Regions from separate parts of the Mus musculus genome. Here region 1 is linked to region 2. The links are chromatin contacts, called in public Hi-C maps. All regions are on one chromosome and are shown on one strand. Each heading gives the region's core, a stretch centred on a gene start, on an enhancer-like site or on the middle of the called end of the contact. The rest is flanking DNA. Distances are from core to core; before and after follow the strand shown. Region 1 holds the start of Tma16 (translation machinery associated 16). Region 2 overlaps Marchf1 (membrane associated ring-CH-type finger 1).

Evidence for each region. Hi-C and Micro-C count contacts between places; a contact is called where the count stands out from the background.
Region 1: a Hi-C map of bone marrow-derived macrophages shows a contact between it and region 2, with 3 times the contacts expected there. The contact joins the promoter of Tma16 here to the enhancer-like site in region 2. A contact is called at or near these places in 3 of 39 promoter capture datasets (the C10 cell line, the HPC-7 cell line and neutrophils), 6 of 484 Hi-C or Micro-C datasets (bone marrow-derived macrophages, granulocyte-monocyte progenitors, macrophages and 1 more), 2 of 115 datasets of contacts at active chromatin or transcription factors (bone marrow-derived dendritic cells and microglia) and 3 of 9 other capture datasets (adipose tissue, bone marrow-derived macrophages and liver).

Annotation. Positions count from the first base shown.
Region 1 is chr8:66,485,255-66,487,954 of GRCm38.p6, reverse strand. It overlaps Tma16 (translation machinery associated 16), which reads left to right and starts at 1,425. Exons shown (of 7, transcript NM_025465.3): 1 at 1,425-1,543. The coding sequence starts at 1,541.
Region 2 is chr8:66,390,387-66,393,086 of GRCm38.p6, reverse strand. The region is part of intron 6 of Marchf1 (membrane associated ring-CH-type finger 1); the gene reads right to left. Among named protein-coding and RNA genes, the nearest start is that of Tma16, 95 kb to the left of the region's middle. Within about 2 kb of position 1,321, at least 37 of the 459 cell types and tissues checked have an H3K27ac peak or open chromatin away from gene starts, as enhancers often do. A contact at or near this core is called in the HPC-7 cell line, adipose tissue, bone marrow-derived dendritic cells and 3 more, where this site is marked.

The DNA of each region.
Region 1 (2,700 bases), core at 176-2,675, 95 kb before region 2:
TTTCACTGGAGTCTGTTGTTACAATTCCTGCTTTCACCTTTACTTTTATTAATTTGGGATTTCTTTTGCTAGTTTGGCTAGGGGTTTAATCAGTCTTGTTATTGATGTGTTTATAAAAAGATAAAGGGGGGATATATTCTGTGGAGGTGTAGTCAGGCATGGGGAAGGGGATGCCTCCGTGGGCCCACAGCCCTTCCCCCTGAGGGACCACGCCAGGTAACTGGGGGGGCAGAACCTACCTGGCTGTTGCCAGATAACTGTGTTGTGGAGCTTAGACAAAATACTAACAGTTGTCCTTTAACAAAAACGATTGCTTTAGCTATTCCTATGTATTGAGGGTTTTTTTGGTCTCTATTTCATTAGGTCCCGCTTTAATAGTGATCGATTGATGAATTTATTTATTTATCCAGTGATTGGGTTTGGGAGTGACTTCTTATTTCTAGAACCTTAAGATGAATTATTACTTCACTTGGAAACTCTCATTTTGCTTTATTGTAAATACTCACTTTCCTGTTAGGATGCTTTAGCTAGCTCGTAGAGTGCCTATGATTTTCATTTGTTTCTAAGAATTTTCTCCTTGATTTCTTCAGTGACCCACTGTACATTTAAAATTGTACCATTACGTGTCCAAGTATTTGTTTTAAGTCCTGTAGTTTCTCTTGCTGTTGGATTCTAGTTTTATTTCAGAGTTGTCTGATAGGGTCCAAGGAATCCATTCATTGTCATCCTCTTCCTCGCCCCCCCTTTCTCCCATATCCCTCTCCTAACACTCCCCCATACATCTCCTCTTCTCCCATCCCTTCTCCTCCTGATCCTTCATCTCCTCCCCTTTTTTGTGTATGTTAAATCCACTTAGTCTATGGTAATAATTTATATTATAATAGTATTTGAAATACTAACTTCTTTATGTCCCACTACAGATAGAAATTATACAAAAAAGAAAGTAGGGAAACTGTCAAAGTACCTTCAATGCGTAGCATGTACTAGGCATTTGATTAATAATTACTACGTAAGACTTTCTATCAAATTTTACCATGCTGTTCAAAAACGGAATAACAAGGCCGGAGAGACAGGCTTTAGATATAGAAAGAAAATGGTAGAGAAAATCAAAGGAAAAGTGAAGGCTGAATTTACACCATTCTGGGAGATGGGCACCTCTAGGTGAGGTAATGCTATCTCCTAACAAGTTGCTCGCCCATGGAGAGCTGCCTTCTGGCCGATACTCAAGGCCGGCCTTTCAGTCAGAAACAGAAGACAGACAGACTTCTGTTCTCTGAGCTCGACTCTCTCTCTCTCTCTACTCTCCCCGCCTTTGTGTGGCTCCCGGGCTGTAAAACAAGGCGGGCGGAAAAACATTACGTCTCAGTTTCTAGGGACGCTTTAGAGAAAGCACCAGCTCCTCCCCTTCCTGTCCGCCCCTATTTGTTTCCCCCGGGGCCCACGTGTGTTAGGGAAGAAGCGGACTTGAGAGCGGCTGCGCTGCCCTCTGTGAAATTGTCGCATCGGGACATCGCCCGGCCTCGGTGGCCAAGACATCGCCATGGTGAGCGGCCCCTTAGGTTCTCCGGGAGGCTCTGGTCGGGCGGCCGGGGAGTACAAGCTCGGACCCGGGAGAAGCCGGGACTCGGAGTGGCTGCGTGGGGCGGTGGTGGGCCCCCGGTGCTGCCCCAGGATCGGAGTGCTCCAGCGCGTTCTCAACTCGCTCTGGGTGGCGTTGTCCACGTCTCCCGGTTTCTCATTTTCCTGAGGGCCTTAACTAATACCGCTTTGTGGATCCACCCACCTCTGCCCTGGGGCAAGTGCAGGTCTCCCCTGCCCAGGGTCACAGCCACCCACGAGGTGCATCGGCCCGCAGCCCTTCTGTTCTGACTTTAGTCCTGCCTCTACAACTCCCATTCCTACCGGGCAACAATGCTGTTTTGTTTGCATTTTAAGACAGTAGTTAAGAGTGTTATAAACGGTTTATGTATAGCGATATAAAGAGCTCATTCACAGTATCCGAATTTATGTTTTTTTTTTTTTTCTTTCGAGACAGGGTTTCTCTGTATAGCCCTGGCTGTCCTGGAACTCACTTTGTAGACCAGGCTGGCCTCAAAGTCAGAAATCCGCCTGCCTCTGCCTCCCAAGTGCTGGGAATAAAGGGGTGCGCCACCACCGCCTGGCCGAATTTATGTTTATAACTGATTTTATGTACGTGTGGATATCGGAGAACAATTTGTGAGAATCTGTTTTCGCCATGTGTATGTTTGATGTTTAATCTCGTTTCTCATTTGCCCCACTATCCTCCATGTGTGTGTTCTTACGGCTTTAAGATTATTATTTTTTTATTCATAGCCAACCTCAGATGGGTTTCAGACTTAGACGTGCCTTCTCTCATCAGATTAATGAAAAAATGACCAATGTCTAAGAGAATTGTGTGAATGAGGAATTGATGAACATTTTAATTATTTGGAGAGTTTTTTTGAGATTATTTCGAGCTTTGTCTTAGCAAAGGAAAAGGGAAGGAAAGAATTACAGACAGAGATAACAAGTGTAGTCTCAAGTTGCAGTGTGGTTTATTCTGGAATAGTGATCTTCAGTAAGAATGGGGAGAAGGAGCTGTGTGAAGGAAATGCTGGAGAAGAAAGTTGGAAGAGATGGCTTTCTGTGCTAAAGCTTAGAACCAAGCTGATCTCTTTCAATAGGGAAAGAAACTCTATA
Region 2 (2,700 bases), core at 72-2,571:
AGCAGCAGCCTAACCAGGATGATTGGGTTTCTGGTAATGGCTCAACTGTATCAGCCTATGATTGTGAACAAGAAAGAAACTGAGTTATGATGTACCACAAATGTCTAACAGCTTTCCTAACTCATCTTTTGCTTCCCTGTCTTCCACTTTCTTCCCATCTAAACCATGAGAGACCTATGACATACAACTATGGTTCTTAAGACATGATTTTTAGTCTAAAGCATCAGTATCATCTGTGACTATACCAGAAATGTAAATTCAAGGTCTTAATACCAGAGTACAGAAGACTCTAGAAATAACCAGTGATCTATGTTTAAATAAACTCTCTAGTAGTTGTAGATTCATGTTAAGGTCTTAGAACCACAAGACTCAAGAATCCTTCATAGGTAGATTTTTTTAGTGGCAAGCTTACCCAGAACTGGATACTATGACTTCACATAATCAACATCAATGGCTTAAAAAGGATATTTTCCTTAAATTAAAAAAAAAATATGCTGAGAAGTTTGTTGTATCTCCAAGGTACAAATGCTTTGCAAATGTTAGCAAAAAAAGATTGCAGTTAATCACAAAATAGCTGCATTTTACCATTGAAAACTATGCTGTGTGTATTCTCTCACGTGCATTCTAAATTTAGCAATACATGTACATATGTATATGTGTATGAGTAAGGCAGAGAAGGCATTATTTGGGATGAAGAAGGAAACCATTGAAAGTGATAAGAGATTAAAGACAATGAGAAAGACTAGTATGTGTGGAGGGAAATAAATGTGAACAGAGTACAGTTATTTCTAAAAATGAATTAAAATAAAATATGTCATGGAACTGAGAGGTCTTGAGCATTAGTTAGGAGTTGAGTATAATGGGAGAAATGGCTTTTTAAACTGAGAAACAGTGACTAGCAATCAGTCTAGTGAGGGTCATAGGGGGCCATGTAAAGAAAAACCCTAGATGCTTTCAGGGAATGAGAAACATATCAGCACAGGTAGGTCATAGTTAATGGTGCATACCAAAACTGCAGAGGCAAGTCTCACACAGAGATCATGTGAGGACTTAGAAATCATATTAAAGATTCTGCACTTCCCACTGAGAGTACAAACCACTGAAAACTCCAACAAAAGGCCAACATGTTCTGATCTTTTACTTTTAGATGTGATTTTCCTGTAAGGCAACTTTTGAGCCATACACATAACCACACGGCGATTTAATTTCCAAATGGTAATTGGCTAATAGCAATACGTGTTCAGAATAAGACTGAGACAAGTATGGGAAAGAGGATATGGTGTCCACATGTGGGCCAAATGCCAGGAACAGAAAAGGAGGAAGGGCTCAGGGGTTGCTTCTTCTTCGTGGTTGTGACTAAAGTAAGATCTGCCTTTGCATGTCTGAAGCAACAGAACTACAAGTTCACAGGCATTTGCTGCTTCTCTCACCATTGTCTTCCTCCCTGCGCAGGGGATCATGGTGTCTGTGATCAATCTGGAAGCATTTCTCCTACAGTGTTTCTTGTAGAAATTTAATTTTCTTGTTTAGGCCTCCTACATTCCCCTCAAAATGATCCCCAAATCCTTCTGTCCTCTCTGACCTTGAGGACATTTTTCATGTTTGCCAACCATTATTTTCTCTTGTCAGTATATCACATCAACCTATGTGACTTATAGGTACATAGTTGTTTGATTTTATAGTGTATAGCTCACCAATCACTGAAAAATTATCATCAGCTCCAACTGTGCTGTGTTTCAACAGCATGCCTATTATTATTTTGCATATAGTATGTTTTGAGAGTTTTATACATAGAACTCCATCTAGATTACTCCATCTTTCCTCCCAAATCCTCTAGTGACATCCTCTCTAAAATTTTTCATATTTTCTTTTATTATTATTATTATTATTATTATTATTATTATTATTATTATTAGTAGTAGTAGTAGTAATAGTAGTAACATACATAGACAGGCACACATATGTATACGACTTGTTGAGTCCATTTAGTGATTCTATTCTGTGCATGTGTCCAGGACTGACTGACTGATGGAAAATCTACACTGGAGCACATTTGGAATCACAAATGGCTTGCTTATAATGTAACTCATCACACCGTTCTCAAGTCAACTGGCCTCTAATGTCTCTTACATTTATAAATACCAGTATCTCACATTTCTCAGGTTCTCCAGGGTACCATGGCCGTCAACAACTTTGTCTTATGCTCTCACTAGACCTAACAATTAAGGTGCTTCCTAGTTACTTAGTGGGCTACCACCATGTCCTTCCTACTCACTTCCACTAACCTTTATCACTGTAGCTTTCAGTAGAGTAATTCTATACACCATTTCCTGTTAACAGTACAGAACAGGGTTATAGTGACTTGTTTGTCACTCTTCTAGCCAATTTTATTTAGCAAAAATACTTCCTGCATATATTTTTGCATTGGAATATTTTTATTCTTTAGAAGAATATCATGAAAATTCCCATGGGATATGAGAAAACCAACGATGAACTATTTCTGGCTGAAGATAGGCTAAAAGAACTTAAGAAGTTCATGGAGGCTGTTGGAAAGCAGAGATCTATAGAACAGAGCAAAACAACTTGGATAGACTCTGTATTTTATTAAAAATGCTTTGAAATTTGTCTTAGCCCTTATTATTCTTCAAATCTACCCATAGAAATTCAAAGGAACATCAGTGAACAATGTTGGTTCCTCAG